2 separate regions of the Oryctolagus cuniculus genome follow, and region 1 is linked to region 2. Evidence: chromatin contacts called from public Hi-C data. All regions are on one chromosome and are shown on one strand. The core of a region is the stretch at or near the end of the contact, and the rest is flanking DNA. Distances in the headings are between cores, read along the strand shown. Region 1 holds the start of MYO10 (myosin X). Region 2 overlaps MYO10 (myosin X).

Region 1 (5,296 bases), core at 1,285-3,784, 110 kb before region 2:
AAAGGTAGGGTTTTTTTGTGTTTGTTTTTCACTGCCCCTGGGGACTCTGATAAGCTGGTCTAGGAATCTTTTTTTTTTTTTTTTTAACACTGCTGTGAACTCCAAAAATGATTCAGTAAAATTCAACCTTATATACTGGACCTCGCTCATAATTCTTGTTTTTGTGTGGTTGGGGGTGGGGAGAGAAACTCCTGCACCCATCGGTTCACTCCTGAAGCAACAGAAGAGGCTGGGGCTGAGCCATATCTCCCTTGTGGGTGGCAAGAAACCGGTAAACATTCTGAGTCCCCGCCACTGATCTCCAAGGTCTGCACTAGTAGAAACTGGAATCAGGAGGCCAAGACAGGCATCGATCAAGCACAGGTTGTCTGATCTTGGACTCAGGTGTCTTAACTGCTAGGTCAAATGCCCTACCTCAAACACCTGCCTCAGGCTCATAATTCTTTTTAAACATTTATTTTCCAAGTGCTTGAAAGGCAGAGAGGGAGAGACAGAAAGAACTGAGATCTTCCATGTGCTAGTTCACTATTCAAACGCCAGCAACAAGTGGTGCTGCACCAGGCTGAAGCCAGAGCCCAGAACCCAATTGGGTTCTCCCATATGGGTGGCAGACACCTAAGTACTTGGACCATCACCCGCTGCCTCCTAGGGTGTGCATTAACAGGAAGCCGTATAGGAAGCCACAACTTGAACCAGGCACAATGATACAGGATGCAGGCTTTCCAAATGGAGTCTTCACTGCTGAGTGAAACACTCACCCTATGCTTGTAATTCTTTATGTGAGTCAAATTGGGGAAAATTATTAATGCTATCGACTTAAGTGACATAAAAAATTAAGGCCTTATTTTTTTGGGGGGAGGGTGCAGCTTTAGGTTTACAGAAAAACTGACAGGGAAAGTACAGTATCCATGTAGCCTGCCACCCCTTCCCCATGTCCCATATTACTGACACATTGAGTAAATTTGGCACATTCGTTACAACTGATGAGCCAATACACTGGAAAGTGACTTGAAATGACATGGCCAGGATTGCCCAACACATCGGTGGCTCATCTGATGCTGGGAACAAAGCCACACGCTCTCCTGAACAAACTCCCTGGTAATCTCTCCCGCAGAGACGTGTGCAGATTAATACCATAATGACTATAATTGTTCTGCTCCAGTATCTCAACCTAAGTGGCCACGGGACTCATTTGACTAAGCACTTCGGTTGGCGCCTGGGATCGCTGCTGTTTACCTCGGTCCCAACTTAACTTTCCTGACAGCCCGGGACACCACCTCTAGTGGCTTCGAGCCTTAAGTGTGTAAACCTGTGAAACAGAGGGATGGCCCAGCACGATAACAGCGTGAACTAGCTAACACTCTGCCTCTTTCCAAAGGCAACCGGGGGCCGCGACAGAATTACTCTGGAATGAGCTACGAGGACGCTTGAATGCCCAGGCCAGGATTACAGAAGAATGTTTCACTCATTCTGACACAGGCTGAAGATGCACACTTTAAAGCAGCAATGAGCTTCTATACTCCCGACGGAGAAGACAACATGCTTCATTCTCCTCAAGCGTCTTCAGATAACCCCCCCAAAAGCGGGCACCTAACGGGGTGGTGGCGCAGGTGCATTAAGACGGCTTGGAATGGAGTGAGGGGAGCGGCTCGGGTTTCCGAGCTGTTTTAAAGGTTGAGTGGCCGCTGGCAGGTTCCCTAGAGACAGCCTCCCACGCCCCTTCGTGGGGAAGATCCGGTCATCTTTGTCCGCAGCGCGCCGGGTACCAGTGCTTTTGTGCCAGGTGCGCGGGTGACCATACCTGGGCCGCCTCGTACCCGCGGCCTGGCCACGTCACCTTTCTCCTAACTCGTCACCCACGGGCTCTAGCTCAGCCTCGGGCCAGGCGCCATCAGGGCCCACCTTGCCGGGCTCCACCGCAGCCCAGGTGAGTCCCCGGACAGGCTCGGGGAAGCCGGACGCGGCGCCAGGCAGTCGGCTCGTTCACCTCCCCATCTGTTTCCTTTAGGTCCAGAACAAGGGTTGCTTTTTGAGGGGTGCTGCTCCTGGCCACGTCCTCTTCCAGTTTACAAAACCACACTTCCTCGCATTATGAAAAGGGGCTGCGAACCTAAGTGCAGGAGACAGAAAACTCCGCACGGGAAGCCGGCTTCCGGAAACTCTCCTCAGGCGCGTTCTCCTCAGGCGCCGGCGACGCCGCGGCGCGCGCTTCCTTCCACGGGAACCTCCGGCGTCCCGAGCCGAGTTACCCGAGGTGCGCGCTCACTCGCTCCCAGGGTTTGCGGACCCCACCCCAGCCCCGGCTAGGTGACTGTTCCGGTCTCCACCACAGCAGAGCAACCTCCCACCCACGGCCAGGTGGAGAGGTGCGAGGGGGCCCCGGCAGCCGCCCAGCCTTGAGGGCCGGAGGAGCCGGGTGGGCGGGGCCTGAGCGGGAGGCGGGGCCGGCCGAGGAGCAGCGCGGGGCGCGGTTGGCTGAAGGCCCGGGCTCCTGGAGGGGCGGGGCCTGGCGCGTGGGCGGGGCCGCGCTGCCGTCCGCGAGTCTCGGTGCGGGCGTGAGCCGCCTGAGCCCGGCGCCCGACTGCTCACCGCGGCGCGCCCGCGCGGGGAGACGGCCTCAGGCTCGCTTTGTGGCCGGCCGGAGTGCCCGGGAAGGGGGCGCGCTCGCCAGCTCCCCGACGCCCTCCCCCAGCTCGGGGCGGGGGGGAAGGAATGTGCCACCAGCTGTTCCCGGCCCGCGAGCGCTCCGTCCAGAAGTGAGAAACTCGGAGGAAGCAGAGACAAAGGCTGCGGTGGAGACGGATGAGTTAGGGACTTGGGTCTGGGCGAACAAAAGGGGGAGGACTTCGAGGACGGGGGTCTGGCCATGGCTGCGGGGCAGCCCCGCGCTCTGGCGTGGCTGGCGTCCGCGCCGTGACACGCACGGTGTCCCCGGACCTGCCGCGGCGCGGGCGAGCGTGGAGTGCCCGCCACGATGGACAACTTCTTCCCCGAGGTGAGTGCGCCCGGCCGGCCTGGGAGCCTCTCCCCCAACACACAGCCCCGAGCCTGCGGTGATGAGTAAGCGGGGCAGGTTTCGGTTCGCCCCGCGCGCCCGCAGGGGCGCTCCCCATGCGCGGGCGGCCGGTCCTTGGGGGCCCGGGTCGGGCAGTTGGCCCCCGACGCCGGGGGGCTGGAAGCCCGGGAGTGCTCCGCGGGGACGTGCCTGTCTCCGGGAAAGGTCTGCTCTGGCATTTCCTCTGCGGAACGTGCCGGCTTCCTGTGCGGGTGCGGAGCGCTCCCGAGGAGCCGGCTCGGACCTTGCGGTCCGGATCCTGCGCTCACCAGCGAGGGCTCGAGCAGGGGGTCGGGGTGACTCCAGAGAATGGGTCCCCGGATCTAGGGTTTGTGCTGTCGGCCCCTGGCAGAGTCGGAGTTCGAATTTTCAAGCAACTTCCTTTAGGGCACACGGTGGTTTTTGTAGATCACGCTGATGTTCCTTTTAGGGTGACCGAGTTATTTGAAAGTTGACTTGGGAAGTTTTTTGTTGTTTTTTTTAAATCCTGGGATCGAGAGTTGCTCTGGTTTCTTGGCTCCCTTTCCTTTCTTGGTTGTGTTTATTTAATAAATTCTGTTTAAGTTTGAGGTTTGAAGTGGCTCAAAGTAAACTTAGTTGACTTGAGGGAGACGGATGGATTTTCATGGAAAGTCAGGGGGTGGGTGCTCCGTGCATCCAGCACAGCCTTGGAATCTTCCAGCCAATCAGTTGCTGAGGGTTTGCCTCGGTGTGGACCTGCTTTATTTGACTTGATTGGAGGTAATATTTCAAGTCACTCTGCTTTCATGACATTCTCAGACAACTGCTTATGGTGGCCAATGTCATCAGTATGTTCTCATGCAGTAGCGATATTTCATTTTTCAAAGTGGTGCCTCCAGTGTTGACTGGGAAATGTACCTCCATCAGTGCTTATCCTTACTTTCTTCAGAGAAGTGCATGTAACTGTGAGCTGCTAGCATTTGTAGTCCATGGGCCTCTGTTTCCACGCATGTAAGAAGGCACTGGACTTTTTGGGAGATGGAAGTTGTCCACTTGTGAAAAACCGTCGGGCTCTCATGTTCTTTTTCATCTCTAAGTAAGCTGAGGTTCTGCCTCTAGGGTGGCTGTGCTTGGCTCCTTTAATGCTCCCAGTCCCTTAGAAAATCCGATGAGAACACAGAGTTTATATACAGAGTGTTGGGGTTCCAGTCCACTGGAAGCCTGGGGACCTCTGGGGTCTGTGGCTGCCCTGGGGAAGAGCTCTGCCCCCTAGTGCAAGTGGGGGGAACTTGAGGGCTACGGTTGCCTTTGCACAGCCCATCTGACCTCACTTTCATTCCCCTGTGGGACCTTGAAGTACTCTAGTTTTTGCACTTAGTGCGGTTCAGAGTAAGGAGACTTGGCTGTTGTATTTTATTTCAGTGATAAACATAATGTTGAAGTTATCCTTTAAGCATCATGTGCTCCATGCTCTTCGTTTTTTTGGATGAAGAATCTTAAAGCTGTTAAGACACATGCCTGAGACTGAGAGCTTGTTACAGAATCCAGAGCCCTTTTCCTTGGCTGCCGGTGGCTTTGGAATTTCTCAGAAGTTTTCATTCATTCAGGGTTGGACTTTAATCTGGTGATGTCTTGGTATTACCACGTTAATTTTCCCATCTGCCTTCTCAGTTCTACCCCTGGACATGGTCACTTTGAATAGAAAGGAAACAGGAGCAAGTCTGAGAGGCTAAACAGTGGTGTGTTAATTGGAGATGCATCCTAACATAGGTCCAATCTCTCTCTCCCTCTCTCTCTCTCAAAAGGCATTTTTTGTTAACTTGCCCAGTGCAGAAAATGTAATGTACTGTTCAAGTGGATACAGTAAGTGTGCGAGTAACATTGCCAAGGACAGTTTGCTTGTGTGGCTTTCTTGTGCTAAGCAGTGACCAGAGGTTCATTGTTAACTTTTCCCATTGTGGGTAAGGCATGACAACTTGTTGCTTGTTGGACAGCCCCTTGAAGCTGCTCCTGAGAATTGAAAAAAGTCATACTGAGTGAGATGCTGCATGCATGAATAGCCAAGTGATAAGGAAATGCAGGTATTTGTGATTCCCGGCTGCTGTGTCAGAGCTAGAGCAGTGTTTCTCAAACCAGGTGCCGCTGACATTTTGGGCCAGGTGATTGTTTGGTGGCTGCCCTGTGCACTGTAAGGTTTTGAGCAGCACTGCTGGCCAGTACTCACCAGATGACAGTAACCCCAGCTCCCTCCCCCAAGTATGACAACCCAGCGAGGTTGCT
Region 2 (5,044 bases), core at 1,974-4,473:
AAGCAGGTTGCTGTGGATCAAGTCCCTCTTTTGGCTTCAGATCTTTTCTCCTCCTTTTCAGCTTTTAGGGACTCGTGATTAGATGGGGCTCCCCGGCTCATCTCCGCGCCTCCTCGGCAGAAGCTCCTTGCCATGTGCCTTCATCCCATCCCAGGTTCTGGGGACAACTGTGGGCATTTTGGGTAGGAGCCATCGCTGTTCCTTCATTAGTGCTCTCCTTTGAGTCACTTCATTGGGAATCCAGGCATTTGCCCCCACCACCACCACCACCACCCCCAGCCGCTGCTAGAGCCTCGGCCACCCCTTTATTTGTTGCCTTTTGATTGTTTTCTGCCCTGAGTGGCCACAGGACTGGTCTCCAGGCAGCAATGCCTTTGCTGAGTGCTCTTGGCTTTTACTCCTTGGGGCCACTCTTGACTTGGGGACTTTATTAGAATCTGTTAAACTGTTCTTCCCCCTGGCCTTTGGCATCTTCCACTGAAATGGGTAGAAAGCAAGAAAAAGGACCCTTAGAATAGACAAATCAGAGTTGAGCCCTCCTTTTCTCCACTAATCTCCCGTGGCTCTAAATGAACAGTTTAGGCTGTCAGTTGTTTGTTTGCTTAAGATCTATTTATTTGAAAGGCAGAGTCTGAGAGAGAGAGAGAGAGAAGAGACAGGGAGGTCTTCCATCCACTGGTTCACTCCACAAATGGCCAGAGCTGGGCCAGGCCAAAGCCAGGAGCCAGGCCCTGGGCCTCCCACATGGGTGCAAGGGCCTCCCACATGTGACCTGGTCCATCCTCCACTGCTTCCCCAGATGCACCAGCAGGGAGCTAGATCAGAAGTGGAGCAGCTGGGACTTGAACTGGCACCACATTTGGCAACTTTACCCACTGTGCCACAGTGTCAGGTTTTTAATGTATGCTTTTTCAAGTCAGCACAATCCCCTTACCTGGCAGGGCAGGGCTGCTTCTGAACATGTGAAAACGTTAGAAACTTCAGCCTTTTGTGTCTTTCTGTCCACCTTGTTCATCTCATACCCACACACACACACTTATTTCAAAAGTTTCTGTGTTCGACTTGGCGCCATATTGAGGGGCATTTGGAAGTGGTTTACAGCATCTTCCTGAGCCTGGAAGCTTGCAGTTTGGCCATGGGGAAATCTCATAGGGAAAAAAAATCAAGGCCAGCTCACTGCATGGAGCCTTGAACCACTGGGAGTTTCTTGTAGAGTTCCAGCTTGTGGGGATGACACAGTTTGGGTTCCACTCCTGAGCCTTACCTTGGGCCCCTTCCCTGTTCTGTGGCTGAATCCCTGCCCCTTGCATGCTCTTGAGGGGCAGAAGTGCAGACTTTATGGCAATGTCTCTGGGTCTGTATGGCTCTAGCCTTGCTGCTGGTCCTGTTTGAGTCCAATACCCTGATTGGGCCTGTATTCCTCTCTCCGTAATTTCCTGTATGAGGCCTTGCTGCTGGATTGCCTTCTTGGAGTTCCAGGCTTTTGCTGTCTGAACTTTTGCCATCCTCTGCTGGCTTCCCAGACTACAGCCCTACTCAGCATCCCAGCCTGCAGCCCCCAACCAGAAACTCAGGCTTCTGTCCTAAACCTGTTGGTTGTGTACTTTCTGCTGCAGCGGATGGGGGTGGGGAAGGACACCTCAAGTACCCTCACCTGCAAGCTTCTAAAGACTTAAGAAGATGAAGTGCCAGTATGTTGTGGTGCCAAAAGATAAGAGATAGGGAGGAGGAACCTGAAGGTGGGTCAGGAAACCTGAGTTGGCTGTGGAGGGGGTGTCAAGAAAGACCATGCAGAGGAGGGATAAGAGTTAGAAGGAAAAGCTGGTGGGCACTGCACAGGAAGACAGAGAGATGAGAGTGAGTTTGCTGGCAGGCCTTGCTAAATGGCTTATGGCAGAAGTGCTGGGGAAAGCAAGTTCAGAACGAATGGGCAGGTCGGGCTTAGGAAATCCTCCAGCATTTGTTCTCAGTCAAGATTTTCTGCCCCCAGGTGACAACTGGCAATAGCAGGAGGTTGTCTTAGTTAGTTAGGGGCAGGAGACTCATGATGTCCAGTGAGCAGAGGCCAGGGCTGCTGCGCAACACCACCTGGTGCTCAGGACAGTCCCCCAAGAAAGAATTGCCTAGCCCAAGATGTCAGTAGTGCCATGGCTGAATCTCTGTGAAGAGAGAAATATTGGGACAGTTGCTAGGAAGTGCTAGGGAGCAGGGAGGGGACAAGTTAGTGGTGATGACATGAAGGTTTTGGTTTTTTTTTTTTTTTTTTTTTTTGACAGGCAGAGTCATAGACAGTGAGAGAGAGAGAGAGAGACAGAGAGAAAGGTTTTCCCTCTGTTGATTCACTCCCCAAATAGCCGCTACAGCCAGCACTGCGCTGATCCAAAGCCAGGAGCCAGGTGCTTCTTCCTGGTCTCCCATGCGGGTGCAGGAGCCCAAGCACTTGGGCCATCCTCCACTGCCCTCCCGGGCCACAGCAGAGAGCTAGACTGGAAGAGGAGCAAGCGGAACTAGAACCTGACACTCATTTGGGATGCCGCTGCCGCAGGCGGAGGATTAACCAAGTGAGCACAGCACTGGCCTGAAGGTTTTAGAGTGGGGAAGAAGGCAGTGAGGGAGGGGACAAATAAGAGGAGCGTGGGAGACAGGTGAGGGAGGGAGGTTTGTCAAGTCTCTTGTCTGTGAAGACCCCCACTGACACACCTGGCAGCTCCTTGAGCAAAGTGGGAAGATGCATAGAGTTTGGGATGCCTGTCTGGCTGTGCTCCCTGGCCTGCATCAGCTCAGATTGTTCTACCCCCAGACACTAAGCCCAGTGCCGTCAAGAGCTGCTGAGGTTTCTGCTGTGCTGGAAGTTAAGCTGTGTGCCTGCTCCTGGGACTGCCGAACTCTGGGGTGTGGCAGTTTAGTTCTGTGCTGAATTGAAGAGAAGCCCATCCGCTCCACCGTAGGGGTTTTGTCAGGCTCTGGGTTAGCTGCACGGAGGAGACTCCTTTCCCAGCCTCCAGGAACGGCCGCAGACCACATGATGGGAGAGGCACAGCAAATTCAGAGCTCGCCTGCAATTGTGGCGTGGAGGCTGGCTCCAGAGGAAGCCCTCCCATGTCCACCCAGCCCCAGGGCTAATTTGTTGGTCTTGTGGAACAAGCAGTAAAGGGATCAGAATCAAACAAGCTCATTTTAAGCAATGAGGTTGTGTCTAAAGATACTTGCTTCAGAAGGTACAGAAGATGCTTCACAGCTAACGTATTTTTAGGCTCTTCAAAAATAGCCTCCTCTGGTTGGGTGACATTCCAGCCCCAATCTGTAAATGTGTTTGCTGTTGTTCCTGAATTAACTTTGAAGCCGGCTTCTGTTTAGCAAGCCCCAGCCAGTGAAGAAGCTTGTGCTTGCCATAGGCCTGAGCCGAGTTCACCTGCCAGGAAGGCATAGCCACCTGCAGTGTGGTGACCGGGCAGCCCCTGCTGTGTGGGTCCTGTTTGGGGACAGGCAAATTGAAGTCTGTGTTTCAGTTTTTTGACTTGAGGTTTCCCAGAGGAGGCTTTTTTTCTTTCTTTCTTTCATTTCCCTCTCTTTCCAAGGCCAGTGTCAAGTAACAGTGCCTGGCTCTCATGGATTTGGGATGGCCTGAAGTCCGGATGGGTAGCACAGTCTTGGCATGTGACCCTGGTTGGGAACAGCTGAGTACAGTGTGGATTGTCAGAGGTTCCTTGTTTGTTGGCTTTTTTTTTAAAAAAAGGAAGAAATCAAGACTCATGTTGCCAAAAGATGATTGTAACCATCTGTCTGACTATATGTATTTTTAAAATTTTACCAACTGTTCATGTTCTTGAGTGACCACTTCCACATCAGCACATGATAGTGGCAGTTAGGAGCTTTGTTTTTATGATTTCTTTTCTTTCCTGACTCTCCATTGGTTCCAGTTACTTTCAACAAGGAGAGAATTTGAATCAGAAATTGAACTGGAGGAATTATCTGTTGTGATCTAGTTTTCTTTGCAGCAAACTTGAATGCTTGGCATTTTTTAAAATTGTTTAAAAATGTGTTTCACTGGACTGTGGCAAACAATTTTTTTTTTTAGAGATTTATTTATTTACTTGAAAGTCAGAGCTACACAGAGAGAGAAGGAGAGGCAGAGAGAGAGAGAGAGGAGAGAGAGAGAGAGAGAGGTAGGTCCTCCATCCGCTGGTTCACTCCTCAGTTGGCCAGAATGGCCGAAGCTGCGCCGATCCGGAGCCAGGAGCTAGGAGCTTCCTCCGGGTCTCCCACACATGTGGAAGGGCCCAAGGACTTGGGCCATCTTCTGCTGCTTTCCCAGGCCATAGCAGAGAGCTGGATTGGAAGTGGAGCAGCCGGGACTCAAACAGGCGCCCATATGGGATGCCAGCACTGTAGGCAGCAGCCTTACCTGCTACACCACAGCATCGGCCCCGGCAAACAGTTTTGTTATGCAGAAGACAGTGGGCAGAGCAGTAGAACACAGAACATGAATTTCTTTGGCGGATTAGTGGTCAGACTACATGCACCCGAAGTATCTTGTTGAGTTAGCTGTGCACTCCAAGGATGCAGAGTTACTTTATCACAGTCATTGTTTGTTGAAAGAGTGAACAAATGAAAGCTACTTCATTGATTGGTGAAGATAGACAACAAGCAAACCATTGGTAACAGTGCAGCACAACAATGAGTGATAAAATTATTTACCTGGAGCACAAAGAATGAGCATCAAAATGAGGTGAGGGGCCAGCACCATGGCATAGCAGGTAAAGCTGCCTCCTGCAGTGCCAGCATCCTGTATAGGTGCTGTTTTGAGTCCCAGCTGCTCCACTTCCAATCCAGCTCTCTGCTATGGCCTAAGAAAGCATTGAGGATGGCCCAAGTCCTTGGGCCCCTGCACTTGTGAGGGAGACCCAGAAGAAGCTATTGGCTCCTGGCTTCGGATCGGCGCAGCTCCAGCCATTGAGGCCATCTGGGGAGTGAACCAGCAGATGGAAGGCCTATCTCTCTCTGCCCCTGACTTTCAAATAAATAAATCTTTAAAAAAAAAATG

Evidence for each region. Hi-C and Micro-C count contacts between places; a contact is called where the count stands out from the background.
Region 1: a contact with region 2 is called in a Hi-C map of skin fibroblasts, with 2.1 times the contacts expected there. The contact joins the promoter of MYO10 here to the enhancer-like site in region 2. A contact is called at or near these places in 4 of 6 Hi-C or Micro-C datasets (ear pinna, embryonic fibroblasts, skin fibroblasts and 1 more).

What each region holds. Positions count from the first base shown.
Region 1 is chr14:46,042,295-46,047,590 of mOryCun1.1, reverse strand. It overlaps MYO10 (myosin X), which reads left to right and starts at 2,534. Exons shown (of 39, transcript XM_070056609.1): 1 at 2,534-2,995. The coding sequence starts at 2,975.
Region 2 is chr14:45,935,575-45,940,618 of mOryCun1.1, reverse strand. All of the region lies in intron 3 of MYO10 (myosin X), which reads left to right. Among named protein-coding and RNA genes, the nearest start is that of MYO10, 110 kb to the left of the region's middle. Within about 2 kb of position 3,223, at least 2 of the 8 cell types and tissues checked have an H3K27ac peak or open chromatin away from gene starts, as enhancers often do. A contact at or near this core is called in ear pinna, where this site is marked.